2 separate regions of the Muntiacus reevesi genome follow, and region 2 is linked to region 1. The links are chromatin contacts, called in public Hi-C maps. All regions are on one chromosome and are shown on one strand. Each heading gives the region's core, a stretch centred on a gene start, on an enhancer-like site or on the middle of the called end of the contact. The rest is flanking DNA. Distances are from core to core; before and after follow the strand shown. Region 1 holds the start of LOC136161846 (zinc finger protein 606). Region 2 holds the start of LOC136161874 (zinc finger and SCAN domain-containing protein 22-like).

Region 1 (6,809 bases), core at 1,913-4,412:
TTGACTTTCATCTGGTGGGGGGGAGGTGGGGGGGTGGTGGGGAGGTACTCAGAATCCCCAAGTATTGACCTTTGTGACTCTTAGAATGTTAGCTGGAGAAAATAAGTTAATCCTAGGATTTGAGAGCATGAGGTATTAGATTGGTGCAAATGTAATTGCAGTTTCAGACCATGAATTTTAAATCATTATACTAGGATCAAAAACATCTTTATTAATCCAAACAGGAACCACTACAATCAAGATTTTGCCAATGAGAAATAAGTTTGCTTAGTCCTATAGTATAAAAACCCGTGCTTTAGGATTCAGTGCACTCTTGGAAAGCATTTTCTGCATCCTGCTCATTGTGGAAGTGGCTTTTCTGTAATAAGTTCTCAAGATGCTTGAAGAAGTGGTAGCTGATTAGCCAGAGGTCAGGTGAATATGGCTGATGAGGCAAAACTCTAGCCCAATTCGTTCAATTTTGGAAGCATTGGTTGTCTGATGTTTGGTCAGGCATTGTCATGGACAATTGAACCTTTTCTGTTGACTAATGCCGGCTACAGGTGTTGCAGTTTTTGGTGTGTTTCACACATTTGCTGAGCATACTTCTCCAATGTAATGATTTCACCAAGATTCAGAAAGCTGTAGTGGATCAGGCCAACAGTAGACCACCAAATAGTGACCATGACCATTTTTTGGTGCAAGTTTGCCTTTGGGAAGTGCTTTGGGGCTTCTTTTCAGTCCAACCATTGAGCTGGTTGTTGCTGGTGATTGTATCCAACCATCTCATCCTCTATCTCCCCCTTCTCTTTCTACCCACTTTTCATTGCATGTCACAATCCAAACGAGAAATGGTTCACTGTTGCACAGAATAAGGGGACATTACAAAACAACAATTTTTTTTTTGGTCAGCTCATGAGGCATCCACTGATTGATCTTTTTCACCTTTCCCATTTACTCCAAATGCCAAACAACCATAGAATGGGTGATGTTGAGTTCTTTGGCAACTTCTCATGTAGTTGTAAAGAATCAGCTTCGATGATGCTCTCATTTGGTTATTGTCAACTTCTGATGGCCGGCCACTACACTCCTCATCTTCAAGGATCTTGTCTCCTTTGCAAAACTTCTTGAACCACCACTGTAGGTTCATTAGCAGTTCCTGGGCCAGATGCATTGTTGATGTTGCAAGTTGTCTCCGCTGCTTTATGATCCATTTTGAACTCAAATAAGAAAATTTCTGGAATTTGCTTTTTGTCTAACATCATTTCCACTGTTGTTGTTGTTGTTCAGTCGCTAAGTTGTGTCAAACATTTTGCGACATCATGGACTACAGCATGCCAGGCTTCCCTGTCTTTCACTATCTCCTGGAGTTTGGTCAAACTTACGTTCATTGAGTTGGTGATGCCATCCAACCATCTCATCCTCTGTTACCCCCTTCTCTTCCTGCCCTCAATCTTTCTCAGTCTAAAATAAATATAAAATCAACAGCAAGTAACGTCATTACCAAAAAAACCGTAAAATGAGAAATGTGCATTAAAATGATATATAACATAACCACATTTATTTAGAATGTATTCCAATATCAATATCTGAGCAAACTCCAGAAAAAGTGAAGGACAGGGGAGCCAGGTGTGCTGCAGTCCATGGGGTTGCAAAGAGTGAGACTCGACTTAGCAACTGAACAACAACAACAACAACAACAACAGTATCAGATGGCAAATTAAAAAAAGCAAAAACTGCAACTGCTTTTGCACAAAACTAATAACTTCTAGTCTAGCTGACTTGTACTAGTTATTTTACTGTTGGTGACCTACAACCCAGCTCATAAAATGCCCTACTTTTTCCAAATAAGTGTCCTTGACTCATCCTCCCTTAACCTTTCATTCTCATCTGGCTATGACGAAATGGAACCGGCTGGAGCCCTTCACTTGCCATGGGGCGATCACATTTTTGACATCTCTCAGAGGGAGCATGTCCACAGACAGCATAGATTCTACTACCACTCTGGTCTTTTACGATTCAGAAACCTCAATAACTGCTCAGACACAGCCCAAACTTCTGTAATAGAGGCATCCAAAATGGCTGTTTGGCCCAGTCTTGGCCACCCCATCACTCAGAGAGAATAGGGTACCATCCAGCAAGCTCTGGTAACTGAAGTAGAAGAGGGCCTGGACAAAAAGGAAGCAGCTTCGTCACACACCTGTAACACGTTCTCCACTCACCCTTGGTAAACAGCTCTGCATTGAGAGGCCTTCTCCACGCCTTGATCTCCATATTAGGGGCTGGACTGCAGTCCATGATGCACAAACTTGAATCCCCAGCCTGTTAGCGCTACCCCAAAAATACTAACCGGTCCACAATCTGACCACTGATTCCCACCCACCTTGATTACTGCATTGGTTCAAAAGTCATCAAGGTCCTTCCCTCACCCTCTTGAGCCTATTCTCACAAAAGCCAGAGTGAGTGATCCTTTGATGCGGTCAGGGCCTATGGTTGCTCTGCTCAGACCCATGCCCTGGCTCACAGCAGAGCCATTCTGATGCCCCCAAGGCTCTCTCCAACCCGCCACTCACTCTGACCATCTTACTGTTGTTACAACTAAACAATAGAAACGTGGGTGGACAAATTAACAGGTGAGGGGAATGAGGAGTAAAGAGTAGGGGCCAAGAGGGCCAGAATCCTCTGGGCAAGGGTCCCTCCCAACTCCTTTCCTGGGATGGAGGCCTCGGTTCAGCAGCCTCAAATTCGATTCCTAACAAGGGGTAGAGCTTCATATGTGAGGCGAAGCTCAAAATTAGGTTCCTCGTCCGAAAACGGTATATAAGAGCCCCTTCCTTAGAACCCTTTAACTACTGAATGAAAAGGGTTAGACTTCAACAGACTTCAGTAAAGTTCCTACAAAGTGCGGCTACCATGAGCTGCCATTTTAGGGACAGGCAAACTGAGGCTCGCCGGGCGGCGACTTACCAAGCCCAGCCCCTAGCCGGCGCGGTCCGCGTCTAGGACAGCATCGCCCACCTCGCCAAGGCCTCGGACACTGCTGTCCCTGTGAGTCCATAAGAGGCGCAACTAGGGACAAGTGCCGCTTGGGGAATTTGCCAAGGAGGCGCTTCCGGTAGACCGGAAGCGCGTCCCTAGAACTACCACTCCCAGTAGCCCGCGCGACGCGTCCCCGTCGACACTGGGGGAGAGGCCGCCATTGTCCGCGGCTGAGGTGAAGCGGTCGCGGGGCGGTGGGATTATTACTGTTGCCGCTGCCGCTGACCCGGAGGGTAGGGAGAACCGGCAGGGAGAGGTGGCGCCTACACCTGCGGCTGGCTCGTCGCCAGGGCAGGTCCCTTGGCCCGCCTCTGGATTCGCGGAGGCGTTGGATCGGCTGGGCGGGCCCGGATGAGCCCGGCGCGTCGGGCCTTTGTCCCCCAGGCGGGAACCCCAAGCTCTCGGCCGAGCCGGGCCGAATGTGAGCGCAACAAAAGCCGAACGCCCTCGGCGAAGCGAGCGCGAGCTGGTCTAGCTGCCCGCGGAGAGCAGGGGTCACCGGCCAGCAGGGGTGGGAGGCCGGCGGCTGCGAACCAGGTGAGGTCCGCCGTTCCCAGGACGGGCTGTGAGCATCGCACCCGCGGCGGGAGTGCGGAGGAAGTCTGGGGTGAGAGGCCAGAAGGCAGGTGACGAGGACGCCTCCGAGGCTGTCCCTAGGAGTCCACCTTGTCTTTCCCGACGGGCGTTTCTCGTGAGAACCCGTTCTCATCTGTCACAGAGGAAAGTCAAAAGTGACCTGGGAACAACCCGGGGCTCCTTTAAAGGTGCAGTGACCGGATGACTTTGTCAAGTTGCAAACAAGCGTGCAGAATATTTAGTGTGCCAACTTGGAGTTTGGGCGCAGATCCCGGTGCTCCCGGTGCCCATTGGGCGTTCCAGTGCTCTATACACGCTCCCAGGAATCCGCAGAGCTCTGCCAGTTGGTGTTGGTGCCCTCCGAGAGGTCGCGGAATTTGCATAAAGTTCTAGAATTTAGGATTGGTCTGGCCTCCAAATTTGGTTTTCTGTTGGTCCCTGCACCAAGAGACAGATTTTTTTTTCCTACATTAGATTTACATAACTTAAAATTAACTATCATAGCGTACAAGTCTGTGGTTTTCTTGTGCGTTCAGAGCGTTTTGCAGTTATCACCACTATATAATTCCAGAACATTTCCATCATCTCTCAACCCCTCCCCCCACCCCCCAGAAAAAACCACCCAGAACCATTAGGCTGCCACTCGCCCGTTCTTCCCTCCCCTCAGCTCTAGGCAACTCCTTACAAATGAAGGTTGTAGGTAGATTTTGCAACGATTTTTGTTAAATCATTAGAAAAGCTACCTCGTCCTCATCAGTACCCGTCTCATGAGAACTGTTGACAAATTTCTCCCTCCGCATCCTGGACCATGCCGTTTTGACAGCTAAACTGAGTCATTCTTCATTTTTCTTCAGAAATTTGTGTTTGACTTGTAAATTGTTTTCTTACAGTGCTCTGTAGAAGTCTTTTATTGTTTCTGTGGATGTGTTCTTATTTCCACTGTATTTGAGAAAAACCATCTTTTGTCTTTTCCTACCTTTGTTACTAGGTGGGTTTTGCAGTTGGTTTTCAATAATCACCCAAGTCCACTGCTCCTGGGCAAGCTTCTGGTGGACTAATCCTGCGAGATGGCTACCATCAACCCCTGGGGTTCATGGGGTGAGTTCAAATCCTGTTTCTTCTGGGCCTCCCTAGTGGTGACCTGCTGTAGCTAGGGGTCAGAGCTGTAGAGGGGCTAAGGGTTTTGGGGATTGGAGGGGGTTTCTTTATCTTGGTACAGAATTAGAACTAAGTGAGGTTGTTTTGTTTTTTAATTGGTTGTTTGTATAAAAGGTAATGTAATTTTCATATATTTTATAGTTCTCTCCTGAGAAGTCTCATTAGTTCTAAGAGATTTTTCTGGTGATTTGTGGAATTTCTTGGAAGACAGTCATCTACAACCAAAATTTCTCTACCATCCCCATGTTTTTTACTTGTATTATTTTCACTGTATAGCATTGGTTTATAATTTAAGAACATCATTAAATGCTGTCAGTAGTGGGTTTTATTTTTAAGTGAAGTTTCATGTATCTGTCATTAAAGACATCAAAAGACTAGTAATGTTTCCCAAAAGTTAAATGATGTTCAATTTTATCAGATACTTCTCCAGCCACTTAAGGAGTTCTGTTCTTAATTGTTCAGTAGCTGTATCATATTAATAAATTTCCTGAAAGTGACCCAGTTGTGCCTTTTTGCTATAAATCTAGCTTATGTTTTTTTTTTCCCCACACGTCCTTGGGCTCTATTTATGGAATTTTGTTGTGCACATTAGTGAGACAGGTCTCCTTTTGCATCTTGTTGCCTTTACTCACTAGGATCAGTGTCACAGTCCTTTCCTTTCCTTGTCCTAACCTGACCCTCTGATGTAGGTATCCTTATGGACCAGTCCTGGGGGATGACGACTGTTGACCCATGGGCCTCCTGGGGTGAGTCAAGACCCTGTTTCCTCATCAGACACATTGGTTACCATATTGTGGTCTCTCCCATTAGTAACCTACCATTGCTGGAAATCAGAGCTGGTGGGGAGAGAGGAGGGGGACTGGTCCAGATCTGTCTCTTGGCAGAGCTGGAACAGGGAAGGATCTGAACACATTACTGGGGGATCTAGTGATGAAATCTCCAGAACAGGATGCATGAGAATGCATGTGAGGCCATTTCGGGCTCAGACCCAGAAAGGCTGTCAACAGGCACTTTCTCTATGACAGTGCCTCAGGACAACAGGGGATGGGTCTTGTGTTTAGATTTATTGTTTAACTTCTCTGGATCCCACTGCCTTCATCTGTAATGTGAGGAAGTGGATCTTTTCCCTTGCCCAAAAGGGAGGGACAGGGTCTGGAAGTAGTACTCAGGTGGGCCACTTCTGGCAGGGAGAGCTGCCTCTGTGACTTCATTTTCCTCCCCCAGCTCTGTGCCCTCAGGACTCTACCTGGCAAGTGGAGGAGACCGCCGAGGAGAGAAGGAGGGTCCCAGGGCTCCCAACAGCCCAGGCCCAGGTGAGATGGGGCTTCTGCTTTTATCTGATGGGTTGCCCTCTTCCTAAGGTGTTGAGGGTGTCCCTGACCATCCCAGTTGATATGGCTCCTCAGTTTACCACAGCCAAGGTTTGGATAGAGAAGGAATCAGCCAGAAGTTTATTGATTTCTGAGCATAGATAGGGAAAATTCAGTTTTCCATGACTTGGAACCTCACTGTCAACCAGCCTATTCAGAGTCCTTGAGCCCCAATGTGCTGTGGGCTGTCTGGTAGATAAGGGTCAGTCCCTTTTGGCAAGCAGTCCCCTCCCCTTTTCCCCTCCCATATATTCAGTGCCTGACTCACATTGGTCCTGTTTGCTGAGCTCTGTGCTTAGAGAGGGGAACAAGGTCAATTGTGAGCCCCCATCCTTAGGAGCTCCCAGGCCCCTTTCAAGGGTGGTTTAGTCAGCTCCTAAGGCCTCACCATTTGCCTGGTGCTGTACATGTGATTCAGGACACAGGCCTGAGGTGCTCAGAAAGACCCTGAGCCCTGGAGGAGCTGAGCACAACGGATGCCTTGGAGGTGGGACAGAATCTGCATAGAGGCCATGTGCCGCAGCTGGGGTCCTTTTGCTGTGGAGAGGGAGGCTGCCTGGGAGATAGGATGCTCCTGAGCCAAGAGGTGAAAGGGACACATCCGCCGGATGGGCATAGCCTGGTGAGAGGAATCTTCCTTCTCTAGCACCATGGGGACACACTGCATGACCAGCATCTGGTTGAAGG
Region 2 (6,809 bases), core at 1,386-3,885, 140 kb before region 1:
CCTTCCTTTGCTAGTATATGTATTTCAGCTTATAAAGTTCCCTATAAACATAGCTTTAGCTGTACACCCATAAGTTTGGTTTTGCATCTTCATTATCATTTAGTTAAAAATATTTTCTAATTTTTTCTTGTGGTTTCTTCCTGAACCATGGGCAGCTTAGAACTCTGCTGCTTCATTTCCAAACAATCTAGAGTTTTCTAATTGTCTTTTTATTACTAATTTCCAGATTAACTCTGGTGTGCTCAGAAAATGTGTTTTGGTCAATTTTAATCCTTTGATATGTGCTGAGACTTGGTTTGTGACAAGGTGTATGGTTAATTATGGTCAATGCTCCACAGACACTTAAAAATAATGCAAAGCCATGTTAGGTAAGTGACAAAAGAGAAAACAGATAAACTGGACTTCATCAAAATTAAAAACTTTTGCTATATGAAAGACATCAAGAAGGTGAAAAGGGGAATTCCCTGACGGTCTAGGACTCGGTGCCTTCACTGCCCGGGCAGGGGTTCAATCCCTGGTTGGGGAACTAAGATCCTACAGGCCATGCAGCAACGCAAAAAAAGAAAAAGAAAAGGCAACCCCAGAAAGGTAGAAAATATCTGCAAATCATATATCTTGATTAGGGACCTGTACCTAGAACAACTCCATAATAAAAAGACAAATAGTCCAAAATTAAAGAATGGGCAAGTGATTTGACCAGACATTTCTCCAAAGACATACAAGTGGTTAAAAAGACATACTAAGTGCCTCTGGTGCTTAGTTGCTTCAGTCATGTCCAACTCTGTGTGACCCCCATAGACGGCAGCCCACCAGGCTCCCCCATCCCTGGGATTCTCCAGGCAAGAACACTGGGGTGGGCTGCCATTTCCTTCTCCAATGCATGAAAGTGAAAAGTGAAAGTGAAGTCACTCAGTCGTGTCCGACTCTTAGTGAACCCCGTGGACTACAGCCTACCAGGCTCCTCCATCCATGGGAGTTTCCAGGCAAGAGTACTGGAGTGGGTTGCCAGTTCCTTCTCCAAAAAAGCACATGAAAAGAAGCTCAACATTATCAGCTACCAGAAAAGTACAAATCAAAACCAAAATGAGATACCATTTTACACCTGCTAGGATCTAATACTCAAAATGACAGATAACAACTGTTGACAAGAAATGACCTTGGGCACAGGGAGAATTAGACATTAATAAAACAGGACCTCAATCCTGACACTTTTCAGTGGCAGCTGGTGATTTCTGGCAAAGCTATGCTTAGCTCCTAACTCCACTTCTTCTAAAGTCCCCCTTAGTCCTCCAGGACCCACTTTAGCTGTTGTCTTCTCCAAGAGCCAGCCCAGCACCTGGGAGCAGGCTAAGTAACCCCTGTGTGCCCCGGGGCTCCGTGCTCTAACCATGTTTCCCCAGAGAGCATGCTGGAGACACAGTGCCCACAGCAAGTGCGCAGGTAACAGGAGCTGAGCAAACAGAGGGACCAGGAAAGGTGGAATCTGATACAGGGAATCATTGCTGGGCGGGCAGGTGTTGGTGCGCAGAGGGGAAGGATTAACAATACATGCAGTGACAATTTCCAACCTCCCTTGTGTATCCCTGAAACCACTTTAGGAAAATCCCTGATGACAGTATGAGATATATCGACACAGATCATGCTCAACCCACCTCCAACTTCCTGACCTCACATACGGTTGAGAGCCTCTGTCCACAACTGCTTAACCAACTTAGGGGAGCAGTTTTTTCACTTCTTGTAATTATGTTATTAGTACTTATTAGTACCTGGCCTGACAACAGGCCTGGCACACAGCAAACACACAGTAGATGCACAATCTGATGACTCCATAGCCATCTGCTGGATTTAAACCCATAGAAGGTGCTAGGAGATCATCCCAGTTGGGTGACTGCAGGTCACAGAATTTCAGCTGCAGTTATGGCCAAGTGCAAACTCTGTTACATGCCTGGTAAACTCCCAAGCAAATCATCCAAGCATAGTCCCCCTAACAAAATCCCAGTCAACCCCATAGTTATATGCATATGCCCTACCTCCGGCAAAGTCCCTCAGTCGTACCCCAAAATATGCCCGGGGACCCAAACATTCCCAGTCACTCACAGTCAGTCAAATAGACACACGCCCTCACACCATCATTCCCACAGTTCGTCATAATCAACCTGCTTCAGCCAGTCAGATACACTCTCTCAGTCACGCCTAAACTTATCCTGTCACAGACACACCCTCTCACTCACAGCAGCACACAATCCAACGACAAAGTCTCAGACAACTTCTTGGTCAGTTGCACACTTGATCGGGTCAGTCAGACATCCTGTCAGCTGACCATATGCTCCTAGTTTGTCAGTCAGAAACACTAGTCAAGACGAGTCAGACACAAACAACTGGCCAGTCAGCCTTCATCGCAGTCAGCGGGCCCGCACTTGACCAGTTTCCACACTGCGTCCTTCCGTCCGTCGGTCCGCGCGCGGCTCGGGGTCGGCCTCTCGCTCCCCGTTCGCGCGTGCCGATCCCCTACATCTCGTTCAGGCCACCGCAGGCGTTCGAGACTTCAGGACCTCCGGTAGTTCCCCGCCAGCCGCAACCAGGGCGGGACCCCAACCCGACCCACCTCACCCGCCGGCGGGCGCACGCTTCCGGGAGGCGACGGGGAGGCGCTGCAGTGAGGAGCTCGCGCGTTCCAGCCGGACCACAGCTCCTGGACTACAATTCCCAGAAGGCGCTACGTCGCCCGCCCCAGCAGCCCGGGGGACGCCGGGAGTTGTAGTCCAACTGGGTTCGTGAGCCGAGGAAACAGCGGCCGTGACTTTGTGGGGCAGCGGTGGCGGCGTGTGCGTGGTCCGGCCCGAGAGTGTGCGGAAGGCGGGAAAGTGCGTGGTGTGAGGTGCGTGTGAGGAGGTGAGGGGCGGGTGAGAAGGGCCGGGGTGTGGATGCAGGGCGGAGGGTGTGTATCATGTATGCAGTGCATGTGGTCCGCTACAGTGCCTCCGTACTTGGTTCGCTTTCCGTTTTCTTTCCTCTTTGAGATGTTTTAACGTTTTTTGGAGCTGCAATTCACCTCCCTTTGGTTCACCCTTCCACACGGGTACAATTCAGTGGTTTTTAGTTTTTTTACAAGCCTGTGGAATGATCACTTTTATCGTCCCCCAAAGAATCCCCATACCTATCAGCAGTCACTCTGTTCCCGCTGCCCCAGCCCTGGACACCCACTCACCTGCCTCTGTAGGCGTGTGTTCTGCATATTTTGTGTAAATGGTCCCTTTGCATTCCCTGACCACTGCTAGGCACACCAGGGACACTGTAACCCGAGGCATCCTTCACTTGACCCAACCAAGACCCACGTCACCTGTCAAGTGCTGGGCTTTGGCCTGTGGGTGGCACTGGTGGCCTTCACGTATCTGGGCCGACATGGCCTTCCTGTGGTCTTCGGTCCCACCTCTGCAAAGGCACAGCCCCAATAATCGTGACAATAAACCGTGCCCACACTGAGCTCCATTTGCACACCAGGCACTTACTGACCCTGGTCAGTTCATCCAGACTGCCAACTCCGCCCGTGACCTTCTCCCTTTTTGCACCAACAGGAGGCTTTCTCTTTGGCAGCTCCTGCTTCCCACCCTTCAGCCCTGCCCTCTCCGCCAAGTCCAACTTCACATCACTGATGTCTCATGGTACTTCCCTTTTTACCTCCCTGCCTCCAAGCTAAACTTGCCTCTCACCAGCAAAAGGAACCCGATTTTCCTGCTTCCTGTTTTATCACTTCTATGAACCGTCATGCCCTTTTTCCTATTTTACACGTGGGTAGAGTTAGCTCTGTTAACTTGGTCTGGCTCCTGTCTAGAGAGGCTGTATTTGTTTCCTGTTGCTACTATAATCACAGCATGCAGTGGCTCATAACAACAAAATCTATTACATTTCTGGAGGTCAGAAGCCCCAGATGGGTCTCACTGGGCTATCACCACCATGTTGGCAGGGCTGGTTTCCTCTAGAGGCCATAGGGAAGAAACCCATTTCACTGTCTCTTCCACGTTCCAGAGGCTACCTGCATTTCTTGTTCTGTGTCCCTGTCTTTGCTTCATCACATCTTCTCTGACTCTAGCCTATTTCCTGCATCTCTTCTTCACTTATGCGGACCCTTGTGATTACATTGGACTCACCTGTAATCCAGGATACTCTCCCCTTCTATGAATCTGCTTTCAGTGCAGTACATGTAGGAGACATGGGTTCGATCCATGAGGCAAGAAGATCCCCTGGAGGAAGAAATGGCAACCTGCTCCAGTGTTCTTGCCAGGAAAATCCCATGGACAGAGGAGTGTGGCGGGCTATAGTCCATGGGGGTGCAAAGAGTCGGACACGGCTCAGCATGTACCCACACACTCATCCCTCTATTCAGGTGATCGTGATGCCCTTTGCATCTCCATGTCCACGTGTGTGTTGTGCTCAGTCATTTCAGTCGTGTCTGACTCTTTGCATGGACTATAGCCCGCCAGGCTCCTCTGTCCATGGGATTCTCCAGGTGAGAGTACTGGAGTGGGTTGCCATTTCCTCCTCCAGGGGATCTTCCCGACCCAGTGATCAAACCAGCGTCTCTTGCATCTCCTGCATTGGCAGGCTTTTTTTTTTTTTAAACGACTGCCACGTGGGAAGCTCCATGTCTAGTGAGTGGGAAGAAAAGTTGTGCCCGCTTAAGATATAGACAAACACTTAAGCTCACACAGACATACAGACCCACATAAAGACACACAGACACACAAATACACAACTAGCATCCAGGATATATAAAGAACTCTTACAACGGCAACAACAACAAAGCTCCTAAATAACCCAGTTAAAAAGTGGGGAAGGAATCCCCTAGCAGGCCAGTGGTTGGCACTTTGAGTTTCCACTGCTGGGGTGGAGGCGAGGAGCAGGGTTAGAACCCTGTTTGGGAAACTAAGATCCTGCAAGCCACCCAATGCAGCCAAATAAATATAATACAAATGGGTAAAGAAAACATGTAAATTGATGCTCAACACCCTTTGTATTCAGGGAAATGCAAATCAAAGCCACAATGTGATGCCACTTCACATCCACGAGGATGGCTGCCATCAGAAAGGTAACAAGCGTTGGTGAGGATGTGGAGAGACAGGAACACTCATACATGGCTGGTGGAGATGTAAAATGATGCAGCCCTATGGAAAACAGGTTAGCAGTTCCACAAAAAGTTAAACATAGTTATCTCATGACCCAGAAATTCCGGGGCTTCACAAGTGGCACAGTGGCGCAGTGGTACAGAATCCACCTGCCAGTGCAGGAGATGCAAGAGATGAGTTCAATACCTGATCAATAAGTTTGCCTGGAGTAGGAAATGGAACTTGCCCCAATATTCTTGACTGGAAAATTCCACGGACAGAGAAGCCTGGTGGGCTACAGTCCATGGGGTCACAGAGTCGGACATGCACACCACCAATTCCAAGAGAAATGAAAGCACAAAATATTACACAGAAATATTCACAGTAACACTGTTCATGCTTTTCCGTGTATGATTCAGGAGTCTGGACTCACTGAAATTATTCCTTAGTTAGGTATCTGAAGTATCCAGGGCCAGGATCCAAAGCACAGAGTGCTTCCTGTTTTTCTCCATCCGGAATTCCCTTCAGGGCACACCACCTGGAAGCAGCTGCAGTGACGAGAGCTGATGCTGTGGACAGGAAAGCAGAACAGGCTGGGCTGAGCGAGGAGCAGGAAGGAGACAGGTGTGACCGTCCCCGGCTCCCCATGGAAGGATGAGACATGAGTCTGGGAAGGCGGGCCACAGTGGGGAGAGCAGGGGCTTCGAGGTTGGCTTGAGGTCAGAACATAGCTTGGTGGCCACAGGGAAGCCCCGAGGAAAGCTGTGCAGGAGGGAAGGGCTCATGCTTATGACGGAAACACGTGCGTGCCTCTCAGCAGGCATTTCATCAACATCCGGACGGGACAAGGGCTGCCCGTTCCCACACTGCCTTTGCCTCGAGTTGGTCAACTGGCTCAACTGCTTCTTCAGGTGGGACCCAATCCTCGTGTCATCTCCCAGTTCTCAGGGCGGTTTATATTCCAGCACCGCAGGGAATACATCTGGGTGTCTGCTCAGTTGCTCTGCGGCCTTTGGGATCTTCCCAGATCAGGGATCAAACTCGTGTCTGCTGCACTGACAGGTGGGTTCTTTACCACCGAGCCACCAGGGAATCCCGGAAAATATTTTCACTGAGAAAAGCCACACACAAAAAAGCACGTATCCTATGGCCACATCTGCAGGAAACGTGCAGAACGGGAAGCAGATAAACGTTTTTCAGGGGCTGCGGAATGGGTGAACGGGGAGTGACGGCTAAGGGGCTCAGGGCATAGGCCCACCCACCCGAGGGCACACCTGCACCCACAGGTGGTGTCACACAAGCAGCGTCGCACCTGGATACACACCTGAGGCCTCACCTGCCGGTACAGCACAGCTGGCCTCCCCGCCCCCTGGCGCGCCCAGTGCCCCCGTCTCTCCCCCCAGCCCCACGGCCTTGCCAAGGGCGCACACAGGCCTCCCGCTTCTCACACTGGCACCGTCACCCCGCCGGCACCACAGACTCAGGGGGCTGTCGGGCGCCTGCACTGCCTGGAGTGCACTCACCACGGGCACTTCCGGCCAGCGCCCAGGGGTCTAGGGACTCCGTCTCCCAGCGGGCCTCACGCGTGTGCTGGGTGCCTGGACTGGGGGAGCACAGGGCAAACGGCCTTCTGGGAGATGAAGTCCGAGGGGTCGCCCCGCAAAGAGCGCGAGAACTTGTCAGTCGCTCTGCAGCAAGCTGGAGGAC

The links. A called contact is a pair of places that touch in the nucleus more often than the background predicts.
Region 2: a contact with region 1 is called in a Hi-C map of blood, with 2.6 times the contacts expected there. The contact joins the promoter of LOC136161874 here to the promoter of LOC136161846 in region 1. A contact is called at or near these places in 2 of 3 Hi-C or Micro-C datasets (blood and muscle).

What each region holds. Positions count from the first base shown.
Region 1 is chr2:280,333,236-280,340,044 of mMunRee1.1, reverse strand. LOC136161846 (zinc finger protein 606) reads left to right here and starts at 3,162. Exons shown (of 7, transcript XM_065926965.1): 1 at 3,162-3,555; 2 at 4,583-4,692; 3 at 5,442-5,498; 4 at 5,977-6,065. The coding sequence starts at 4,662.
Region 2 is chr2:280,468,798-280,475,606 of mMunRee1.1, reverse strand. LOC136161874 (zinc finger and SCAN domain-containing protein 22-like) reads right to left here and starts at 2,635. Exons shown (of 2, transcript XM_065927010.1): 1 at 2,611-2,635.